Regions from separate parts of the Mus musculus genome. Here regions 1 and 2 are each linked to region 3. The links are chromatin contacts, called in public Hi-C maps. All regions are on one chromosome and are shown on one strand. Each heading gives the region's core, a stretch centred on a gene start, on an enhancer-like site or on the middle of the called end of the contact. The rest is flanking DNA. Distances are from core to core; before and after follow the strand shown.

The links. A called contact is a pair of places that touch in the nucleus more often than the background predicts.
Region 1: a contact with region 3 is called in a Hi-C map of B cells, with 6 read pairs. The contact joins the promoter of Cenpn here to the promoter of Vac14 in region 3. A contact is called at or near these places in 2 of 484 Hi-C or Micro-C datasets (B cells and CD4 T cells).
Region 2: a contact with region 3 is called in a Hi-C map of CD8 T cells, with 9 times the contacts expected there. The contact joins the promoter of E2f4 here to the promoter of Vac14 in region 3. A contact is called at or near these places in 2 of 484 Hi-C or Micro-C datasets (CD4 T cells and CD8 T cells).

Annotation. Positions count from the first base shown.
Region 1 is chr8:116,919,343-116,923,126 of GRCm38.p6, reverse strand. It overlaps Cenpn (centromere protein N), which reads right to left and starts at 1,387. Exons shown (of 12, transcript NM_028131.3): 1 at 1,344-1,387; 2 at 686-799. It overlaps Cmc2 (COX assembly mitochondrial protein 2), which reads left to right and starts at 1,691. Exons shown (of 4, transcript NM_026844.3): 1 at 1,691-1,776.
Region 2 is chr8:105,295,353-105,299,151 of GRCm38.p6, reverse strand. It overlaps E2f4 (E2F transcription factor 4), which reads right to left and starts at 1,489. Exons shown (of 10, transcript NM_148952.1): 1 at 1,277-1,489; 2 at 762-871; 3 at 456-617; 4 at 113-156. The coding sequence starts at 1,411. Exoc3l (exocyst complex component 3-like) reads left to right here and starts at 3,039. Exons shown (of 14, transcript NM_177788.5): 1 at 3,039-3,246; 2 at 3,446-3,526; 3 at 3,717-3,799. The coding sequence starts at 3,493.
Region 3 is chr8:110,617,254-110,621,123 of GRCm38.p6, reverse strand. Vac14 (Vac14 homolog (S. cerevisiae)) reads right to left here and starts at 2,557. Exons shown (of 19, transcript NM_146216.3): 1 at 2,131-2,557. The coding sequence starts at 2,234.

The sequences.
Region 1 (3,784 bases), core at 138-2,637, 6.3 Mb before region 3:
CCACACCGTGACTAGGGCTGCTTAGTTGTGTATACCCTCTGCTTTCTGTTGAATCTTCTGTTTCAGGACTCAACACTTGGTGTGTGGGTCACTAGACCTCTTTGCTCTTCCCAGTGTGGCCACACTGAATACATGTCTCTTTTCTGCCTCTCATTTAAGACTTGTCTTTTTTAGCCAGGCGGTGGTGGCGCACATCTCTAATCCCAGTACTTGGGAGGCAGAAGCAGGCGGATTTCTGAGTTCAAGGCCAGCCTGGTCTACAAAGTGAGTACCAGGACAGACAGGGCTATAAAGAGAAACCCTGTCTCGAAAAAACAAAACAAACAAACAAACAAACAAACAAAAGACTTGTCCTTTTAAGTGGCCTATGGAGCCTAGCTTGTTAGGGCTGCCAGGGCTGGGGGGTTCTGATCCTAGCAATTTCAGTCACCATGAGCCAAATCACACAGCGAGTCTGGTCACCCAAGAACAATCTCATATGCACTTGACTAATGACTGATGGAAGAGTGACTGGATACCCACCCTAAGCGGTATGCACAAGGGAAGGATATAGTTCCACTGTCTGTCAACTATTAAACCAACACCTTGTTCGTGACAACATCTGAGAGCGTTTTCCTGATCCTCAGTGAGGTAAATTAGAGGAGAGTGTATGCAAAGCAGGCATTTCTCCTATCCCAGTACTGACCAGGCCAGATGCGGCTATAAACTTCGGAGATCAGGGCCTTCGGGGTGGGGTGCCCAATCCTTAGCACTTCCGAAGATTCTTAATTCTGAGTGATCTATCTGCACCATGCCCTTCCTAAAAGAAATGACAGAAAGGGCGTAACACATCAACAAAGTTAGCAAGTCTTTGAGTGAACTTTCTGCCCTGTTACTATTTCAATTTCTATTTTCTAGCGCTTTATTCATGGTAGCAGCTAAGACAAGGCTGTTGAATGTACACGTGACAATAACGATCCGGTAGACCCGCATGGAGCACAAGGAGTATAGCAACAGGAGGCATGGACAAAAACTGAGGCGAGGCTAGGAATTAGAGAGCTGACACCTAGGCTCGACGGAACCTAAGGATCAAAGTAAAGCAGCTCTTGAGCGGGCAGCCCGGAGCCTCCATGGCATAAACGCCAAGGGACATAAAACCCCGCCCCACTCCGGGCGGATATGACGCCATGGACGCTCATCCCGGCCCTCTTGGCCCGGACCCGGCCTCCACTAGTGTCACTCCTAGGCTAAGATCCCGTGGCGGAACTGCGCCGTGGCAAGGCCCCCGTAGATGTCTGAGGCCTGGCTCCTGTAGTCCTCCCGCCGCCTCCGAGTCCAATTCGGTGTCGCTGAGGCTGCCTTACCAGTCCACATCGCCCGCCGTCTCTGCAGCGGTTCCCGCCGAGGTGCTTTTGAAGCCGCCAATGGCCGCTCGGGCCCCGCCCACCTGGCAAGCCCTCCGCACTGCTTCGGCTGCACGGGGGGACGCGGCTGTGGGCGCCTGATGGAAAACGCTTTAGATCCCCAGAGTCGCTGTACTCAGAGACAGGATCATGTAAATATAATTGTTCTCCGTCTCGAATTCCACCTGGCAGTCATCTCTGTGTGCTGTCCCCGCCGAGCCCCGGTGGGATGGCCCTAGATCCCCCTCAGCATGGGACAGTGGACCGGTCCAGGCGGAGCGATGCATGCAGGATGACGCATGCGCGGAGCGTCGGTGCTTGCAAGTCCTAAGGGAGCTGCGGGCTCCGTGTCGGTGACTTCTCTTTCTGTGCTTCTTGTAGGGGCTGAGTGACGGTGAGTGTCGGGTGTCCTTCAGCCTCCGGGCATCTGGCTGCCTGTGGCGGAAGGACGCGGCTCTTTAGCTTCCCACGCCGCGCTAGGTTCACCCATGTCCCTGCCCTTGGACCTTTACTAGGAACACTCTTCTTGGTGAGCCGCGGGCATGAGCTGTCACACTGCTGAGATCTGCCCGCCGCTCGCTGGCATTGCGACCTTGGGCGCGCGCCTGGTCGAGTGCGCGTACCCTGCTGCAAAACTTTGGAGATGCGTGACACTGAGGGCGCATTGAGCTAACTGTTCTGGCTGATAACTAATCTAGGGAGCTGCCGTCAAAAGTTTCTTTACTGAAAAGTCACTGGACTGGCTGGTGATGTGGGTATCTGTAAAGATCCCCCACGGTACACTTGACAAGGAAAGTAATGTTTAGGGTCCGTTAGATAGGCTTCGAGGACGACTGTGAGTGTTTTCACAATAGATGTATTAGAAGCCTCTGTTAAAACTTCTCGAAATCAAACAAAACCCCAGGCAAGGAGGGTAGGATGGTTTGCTTCAATCTCAGCTCTGGGGAGGTGGTGGAGGCAAGAATCAGGAATTCAAGGTCACCCTCAGCAACATAAGGAATTTGAGGCTACACTAGACCCTGTGTTAGTAACAAAACCCACTTTAAATGTATGCAACTTTGCCTTGGCAAAGGGATTCTCTTGACATCTTTTCTGTCTTGTACATCCAGGCCTTGGTATTTGGTTGATCGAAGTGAAAATACGCCTCTCCATTTTCAGTGTTAAATGTCAACATTCAGCAGACATTTATTTCTTTTTTCCTCTAAAATTTCCCTGGTCTTAGCAGACTACTTACCTGCCTACCTGGCACTAGTAGGAGATTGTTCCAGAATGATGCAGAGGAGGCCTATTCTTTTTTTTTTTTTTTTTTTTTTTGGTTTTTCGAGACAGGGTTTTTCTGTGTAGCCCTGGCTGTCCTGGAACTCGCTTTGTAGACCAGGCTGGCCTTGAACTCAGAAATCCGCCTGCCTCTGCCTCCCAAGTGCTGGGATCAAAGGCGTGCGCCACCACGCCCGGCAGAGGCCTATTCTTTTGAGAAGCAGTTTTAAGGTGATAGTTGAGAAATGATCATGTGTGTGTGTGTGTGTGTGTGTGTGTGTGCGTGTGTGTGCGTGCACGCCTGCCTGTCAGAAGATGCTCACTGGAGTTAGTTTTCTCCTTCCACCATGTGTGTTTTGAAGATTGAATTCAAGTCCTCATGCACTTGCTGGCCTTAATTAGTGTGTATTTTTGTATGTGTCTGTTTTGGGATTGGGCCTGACCTCAGTCCAGCCAACCCTCATGCTCTATGTCTATATCTGCCTTACGGATTTGAGACCTGCTTTCTCCTTAACTGTGTTAGCTTGCTGTTTTGGCTAGGTTGGCTAGCCATGAGAACCTTCTTGGGGTCTGCCTGACCCGATCTCCGCAATAAGGGGTGCAGACACCTAAGGCACAGCAAGAGCTTTACCCACCAAACATCTCTCCAGCTCCTTGCTTATTTTAAACTATTAGGAATGGCAACTGTAGTGTAAGTTTCTTTCTTGGGCAGCCAGAATAGCAAAATCTCTCTAAAAGAAATACAGATGGCGTTAAAATATAGGGATGTCACCTCTTATAATACCTTCTCTTATCAGCACGCATTTCCTCATACTAGAGTCACTCTATTTAAAAATGTGCTTCCTGGCGCTAAAGCAAGGGATTTGTTCCATAAGGTTGCGTGTTTAGGACTTAGGTTAAATAGAGTTCTTCTTGCCAAGAGTGGAAGAAAACAAAATTAACATTTTATTCTTTGAAACAGCCATCCAGGATAAGCAGTGAGAAAAGCCCATTTTCGTTTCTCAGTTAAAAATAAAATGAAAACAATTTTTCTTTTTTTCTTTTTTCTGGCTAGCACTGTAGTAATATACAAAGTTTAAAAACTTTTGTCATGATGGGAAGAAAATACATGTAGTTATGTGTGTTTGTTTGTCTATGATACACAT
Region 2 (3,799 bases), core at 240-2,739, 5.3 Mb after region 3:
CTCTTTAAGTAGGCATCACGAACCTTCGAGAGCTGGAACTTCTTTTTGGACCATGGGTCCATGACTTAGCTCAGCCCCACCCCCCACCTCCCTCTACCCAGGCTCCGCTCACCAGCAAAGCATCTGCAGATGTCTTCATGAGTCACGTAGGCCAAGGTGTGGGGGTTAAGGAGAACAGCTGAGGCTTTTTTTTGTGCCAGATGGCAGACCACAGAAGAGACCCAATGTTTCAGCCTATGCCTTCCACACAGCCCTCAGAGGAAATTTCTGGAACCTGGGGTCCAGGTGGGTAAGGATCATGGGCTAAGGCTGGAAGAGACTGGAGCCTCCCGTCTGAATCTGACCAGGGGTTGCTGGAGCATTCTTTTAAGAGGTACAGGACCCAGAGCGCCACAGAGCAAAACCAGCTGAGCGCCCCTTGCCCACTCCCCGAGGCAGGGACTGGCAGAGGATATCAGCTGTTCTGGACGTCCTCAGTGACATTCCGGATGCTCTGCTGCACCCACACCTTGTGCTGGTCCAGTTCTTGCTCTCGTTGCTGCAGCTCCTCGATCTCTGCCTTGAGCTCAATCAGCTTGTCAGCGATCTCCCGGGTATTGCAACCTGGCCCGACGCCCCTGAACCATGGGATTGAGAGACTGAGCGTGGGATCCCTAAGATCTCTGGGTGCCAGACCCCAACTCTCTCCTATAAACATCACCATCCCCTCCCAACCCCAACACCCCTGACACTTCTGCCCTCCCCAAACAGCCCACACTCACTTCCACTGGATGCTGTTCTTGGATTTCTTCTCGATCAGACCGATGCCTTCCAGCACGTTGGTGATGTCGTAGATCCGCCGTTTCTGGCGCACAGCAAGAGTGTCGGCTGCCTGGCAGGTAGAACAGAATGGAGAATGGAGCCCCACTCTTAAAAAGTGTGCACCCTGAGATGTTTAGTCTGGAATGGGAGGTAGTCTTATGTCCCAACCCTGGCGTTCCTTCCAATCACTCCGCGAGTGTGTCGGGAAGAGTCTTGGCTTAGCTGTGTTCTGATGCTCGGCTCCCTGTCCTAGTCGCCAAGGGCCACGAGGGCCTGCACCTGCAGCCGGGACCCAGACAGAGCTGAGGCTTAATGGCTTCGGTGAATGGAAACAACCTCCCGCCTCTCTCATCAGGGTGAGAAAGCACACGGATGGCGGCCGGAGGACTCAGTGGGGCCGCCCCGCTGGCTTCCCGCTCCCGGTCCAGGCCTGGTGCCCCCATCTCCCCAGTCGCCCCCTCGGCCCGGAGCGCACCAGCTTGAGGTCAAGCACGCCGTCCTTGGCTTCCTGCAAGAGCGACACGAACTTGGTGGTGAGAAGTCCCAGACTCTTCTCGTGCCGGCTTGGAGTCCCCGGGGGCGGCGGCGCCTGTGGCCCGGCCTCCGCCATCGCGCCCGCCCGCCGCCTCCCCTCAGCCAGGCCAGGCGAGGCCGGCGGCGGCGCCACTTCCGCTTCCGTTCCTAGTCGCCGGGCCACCGGAGCTATCAAGGCTGCTTCCGCTTCCGTCTCGCGCCTTCCCAGGGTATCTGGTGCAACTCCCGTCTGCTGATCCGGACGCAAAACTCCGGGGGACCGTCGGCAAATGTATCATTAGCAAAGGAAACCAAAACAACTCCTTAGGGCAGCTAGGAAACCTGAAAAAATTGTATGGTAGGAAATGGAAGAAGTTAGTGAGCAGTACCGGCAGTTGAGAAGCGAGAACCACCCGACTCTTCCTTGCTAAGCTGCTTCTAGACTACTAACTGCCTGAACATTCCATCCAGGGAAGGGAAGCCATAAGCCACAAGCTTAGCCTATTTGCTTAAAACTTATTCTAAAGGCTTCCCTGATGTTCAGAGATAATTCCTGCTGTTCCTGTTACTTCCTGCCAAAACAGCAAGCACTAACAATAAATAGCTTGCATACTTCTATCTCTTATTTCGTTCCAGCATCATTTTTCGCTGGCCTCCATGCTACATACAGTTCACAGTGGCCAGGAGTCTTATTTCCAACCACTACTTAGTCCATGCAAAGGTGTTTGCCTGCGTGTGAATATAAGCAAAGCCTTTAAGGCATTTTCTGACACATGGGAAGAACTGTGTGTTTGCAAGTCTCATTTATTTTTGCAGTTTTTAAAGGTTTATATTATTATTATCATCATCATCATTATTATTATTGTGTGTGTATGTGTTTATGTTTGTCCACATGTGTGCAGGTGCTCAAGGAGGTTTAGAAGAGGGTGTCAGATCTCTGGGAGCTAGAGTTAACAGGCAGTTATTATTAGCTGCCGTGTAGGTGCTGGGAACTGAAGCCCTGTCCTCTGCAAGAGGAGCAAGTGCTCTGAGCCTCTGAGCCATCTTACCAGCTTGCAAGTCTTATTTATTTTTAACAGTGTTATCACTTATGGTTATGTCTTTATGACGGTCAGTCCCTCTAGGACACAAATTGCCTTCCCCAAATTGATTGATGATTCACACTTGTGAGAAAGCAGACTTCGGAAGCTCTAGTTATAATGGAGCCTGAAGTTGGGGTAGTCTTCCTGAGGTCTTAGCTGTCAACCCTTCTGACAGTAGGAAGTGAGGGTCTATTATGATGGGTGGATTTGGGTGGTGCTCCATTATATCTAGTGTCCTCCCTAGCTCCCCATCACTTACAGGAACAATGTAGCTTTTTGGATCCCTAACTGCCATCTCTCACTATTCTTTTGCCTCACCACATGTGATCTTTCCCCTACCAAGGCATATACCATCTGTGGTTCTCAGACTCGACTGCGGTTTGCTGAGGCTCTACCACATAGGGGGTCATCCTTCAAACCAGCTTGAGGCCAAATCAGCTTTAAATATGCATATGTGTTTCCGGAGTATTTAGAAGTCTAAGGTGGGCTGATCAAGACTTGGTGCTCACCGGGGGAGTCCACAGCTGCCCCCACCCAACAGGAAATGGCGCCCAGCGCTCCCCACCTCAATGCAGATGCTTTTCCTGTTGGGAATAAAGTGCCAGAGACTCAACTTCCTTCCTTTCTGCTTTGAAGGAGGGGCCTTGGGGGAGAAGTAGGGGTTTCTGGGCCGTGAAGTGGGAGAGAGGCTTCCTTGGGGAGAGGAATTTGGCTGCTGGTGCCAAAGGAGCTGGAGTCCCTCCGGTCCCGTGAGCAGTGAGGGTGTGCCCAGCTCTGCAGGAGCGAGAAGGCTACTCTCAAGGCCAAGGCCACTTGCAGAGGAGGGAGAACTGGACACCGGTCAGATCTGGTAAGTTCTGTACCAAACTATCCTGGGCGTTACAGAGCAGGAAAGGGGACTTACAGTTTTGCCTATTTGCATAGTCCAAGCCAGAGGACTGAGGCCTCCCAGGTATCCCCTTCTTACTTCCTGAAGGGGGTAGGCAAGGACCCTGCTCCTCTTTCTCAGCGGAGCCCAAGGAACATCCGCTCTGCCTGATCTCCTCCAGGCACTCGCTCCCACTCCTACCACATCGGCAGCAGCTCTAGGCAAACTATGGACAGCAAGATACAGCCCACACTTCGTCCTGGTATGAGCCTCGTTGGCTGGGCTTGGGGAAGGATGATGTCAAGACAAATGGGAATTAGTGGGGTTGGGTTTTCCCGTCAGGTCTAGCTAGAGCTCTATAGGATTGCCAAGAGTGGGGCTGTCCCGAGGAAACAGAAGAGCAGCAGGTGCGTTAGCCACAGGCCCTCCCTGACTGACACAACCAACCCCAGGATCTTCCTGCCCAAGGCCTGAGTGGCCAGAGCAGGAGAGGGCCGAACAGCTGGCTCGGGGTGCAGCACTCAAGTGGGCTTCA
Region 3 (3,870 bases), core at 1,308-3,807:
CGTCTCTCTTCAGTAGCTGTCTGCAGGCCACTTTTGAGAAGCAAGTTCCTTAGGCTACAATGTTACTCTCCTATCAAAACTGCAAAACTATTGTTCCTGTGTACAAGTGTCAAATGCCACTAGGCACTCACTGTGTTAAGAGAAGAGGATAAATCAAATGTTTTTTCTCTTAAGGAGGCCATAGTCCCTTACCACCCTAGGAATTTTCTCTGAATTTTACAAATCAAGGGCAATGTCTAATACAAAACAAACTGGGTTAACAACTAAGCCCCTACACGACCACCTGCAGAGAAGTCTTCCACAGACTGACCGGAAGCAGCTATGCTGTGAACACCTCTGTTCAAGGACCTAACAGATGACTCAAGCCAGGATAAAAGCAGATACTTCTGTGACGCTGAGTGGGTGGCAAAAAACTGGTGTCAGTGTGCCACTGTCTGAATCTTAACCGTTTCTCAAAGGCCCGTGTATGCACGGTGTAGGTAGCCCTCTGTCTGGTTCATTCGGAGTTGACAGAGTTTGAGAGTTAGGCTTATTGAGAGCTCCTTTTGGTGTGTGCCCTTGAAGGGCTTCATCATGCCCAAAAGCTACAGGTCCAACTGACCACATACTACCCTGTCCATTTAAATCTCGAGTGTTTGATACAGCAATGAAAACCTAATATACACTGCAACTTCACAAAACCAACAGAACTCACGGACACACAATCATACCTAGACACTATCTTTGGGTCACACTATTCGGCATGACAACAGAACTGTGCTAAGCACTGCAATGCAAGGCAGTAAACAGAAAAGAGGGGAAAAAAAGGCGGCGGCTGAGGAAAGAAACCGCTAGCGTGAGTACTGCAAACAAATGGAAGGGTCTTCTTACCTAAGCCCAAAGCCATTAGTCTAGGGCAAAGCAATTGTTCTCAACTAGTGTGATTTTGATTCTTTAAGGGACATTTGGCAAAGTCTGATGACAATTTGGGTTGTCACAACTGATGGAGTACTACTGGCATCTAGTGGGTAAAGGGCAGAGGTACTACTAAAAAAAAAAAAAAAAATCACACAAGCTACAGAACTGCCCATCACAACCAAGTATTGTGCTTCCCAAATATCAACAGCACCGAGGTTAAAAAACTTTGAGTAAAGAGTCTATCCTAGTCAATGAGTGAGCACCACTCCATAGCTTAGGGCTGGCCATGTGACCATTGTACAATGACTGAAATGTTCTCTAGTCTGCACTGTGCAGCTGTAGTGGTTGGCTCCTGAACACCCAGATTATGGGTAGTGAAACTGACGTGCTGAATTTACAATTTGTACTGATTCATTACTTTGTTGTTGTTGTTGAGACTGGATCTAGCCCCGTGACCAATGCTAATCTCAAACGAGTACAGTATTTCTGCCCGAGCCTTCCAAGTGCCAAATCTCAAGCCTGTGTCACTACTCTGGTTAACTTAAATTTACATAGACACATATGGTCCGCTGTTACCAAGTTGGATGTCTTAACTCCTAATGTTTTTCTAGTTTTACAGGCTGCTGCTTTCTACTCTTCTGAAACCACCTACTCAACTGACTGTTACTAAGATTTGGCTGGGGGAAAAACACGTGCTCTCTCACATACTCAGCAAAACATTACCGAATTAAACATTCCCTATTTCGAACACCTGGAAACACCAGTGCACTATTACACACACGTATACTATTGCAGAAGCGGGGAAGGGCAAATCTTCCCATTTTCACTTGCAAGGGAGGGTGGCCTGACAATCTTCTGAGCATTGGATCACGTGCTTTGACCTATTTCTACACTTGGCCACTTCAGAAGCTGCAAAGAGAAGGCGGGACACCATAAGCAAATTCTCCACCTCCTCAGAGAGGCCACTCTCCGATCTAGCTGGCTTTTGACTGAGGCCACACTGAATGTGTCAGGTACTGCGCTAGGTTCTGCACATACCTTAAGTCAATTCATTTTCACTGCTATCTGGGAGCACCAGGAGGTTAAGACTAGCAAAGATAGGGCTCTTGGATTTCCCGCTCTAAAGCAATGTGCTAAGAGCTGAAACCGGAGAGGTCAATACCGAACCCTCGCCGCGGGCAAGCAGAACCGCTAGGCGCTGCAAAGCCAGGGCGGGGTCCCAGGAGCTCTTACTTCTCGATCTCCAGCGCTGCAACCTTCCGCTTTTCGTAGAGTTTATCATTCAGGGCCCTTACGATGTTGGGAGTGAGCGGCGCAAAATCCTTCTCTGGGTTCATGGTGGCAGCTCGCGCTGCGCCTGGGAGCCTCCAGACACCTTAGCCCGAGGTTGCCTGGGCCGTGCCAGGGCCGGGGGAGTGTGCGGCTCCGCGCGGACACCGGAGCCTGCTCATGGGCTATGCCGCCCAGGGCCCGCCTGCCTCGTCCCGCCGCCACGCGCCGCCTCGGGTCCCCCTGCTCCGACCCTGCTCTCCCACGCGCGACCCGGTCCGCCCCACGGCTCACGCGACCAGCTCCCGCCAGGAACCGGCAACGCTCACTGGGCCGCGGCCATGTTACTCAGGTCACGTGACGCCGCGAGCACTTCCGCCTTCCGCCGACCGAAGGTTCCGCCCCCCCAGGCCACGCCCTCTCGTGCTTGCTGCAGCGGATTGGCCACACTTGTCAGGGATCCACCCCACTCTTCACCTGCTGCTGGCTTCGGTGCGGGTTTTTGCTGAGAGTGAAGAGCAGGTGGTGGGAGCCGTTTCAGGCTCACTGCCAGAGCTTTGCGCAGAGCGGGGGGCTTCTGGAAACAGTTTATAGAGGGAGCCTAACTCAAATTTAATTTATGCATTAATTCTTTGGTCACTTAACAGTCACTTTCGCGTATGCCAACGTTTCCACCATTTTCACCATATCTTAACCATCTGTCTGATTTTACATTTTATTTCTGCGTGTGTGCATGCACCAACGAGCGCCTTTGGAGGCCATAGGGCAACTTGGGAGGGAGTCGGATCTCCCCACCCACTCACCATGTGGGGGTCCCAGGATTGAGCTCCAGTCCGCCAGGTTTGGCGGCAGATGCCTTTGTCTGCTGAGCCACCCCTCTAATCCAATTATTATTTTAGAGACAGGGTCTCAAACTCTCTCTATAGCTGAGGATAGCCTTGAAATCTCGATTCTCATGCCTTTATCTGCTGAGTGCAGGGATTACAGGCAAGCGTCACTACAGTTGATCTTATGTGGTGCTGGGCGTGGAACCCCGGGTCTGGTCAAGTCTACCAACTGAGTCAAACCCTCAGATTGTATTTAATACACATGTGCTACTCAGATGTGTGTGTACATATGTATGGAGATCCGAGGTCAGGTGTCCTCTTTTTTTTTTTTTTTTTGTTTGTCTGTCTGTCTGTTTGTTTTTTCGAGACAGGGTTTCTCTGTGTAGCCCCGGCTGTCCTGGAAGACCAGGCTGGCCTTGAACTCAGAAATCCTCCTGTCTCTGCCTCCCAAGTGCTGGGATTAAAGGCGTGAGCCCCCATGCCGGGCAAGGTGTCCTCTTTTGCTCTTATTTTTCCACCCTTATTGAGACAAGGTCTTATGTGTCCTAGGCTGGACTCTATGCATAGTGATTAAAAAAAAAAAGTCCTGGCTAATTTTTATGTCAACTTGATACAAGCTAGAATCATCTGAGAGGAGGAAGCCTCAATTGAGAAAATGCCTCCATTAAGATTGGGCTGTAGGCGAGCCTGTAAGGCATTTTCCTAATTAGTGATTGATGTGAGAGGGTCCTGCCCACCATGGGTGGGTCCACACTAGGCAGAGGTTGCTGGATTCTATAAGAAAGTAGGCTGAGCAAGCTTTAAGGAGAAAGCCGGTAAGTAGCATTCCTCCATGGCCTCTGCATCAGCTCCTGCCTCTATGTTCTTACTTTGAATT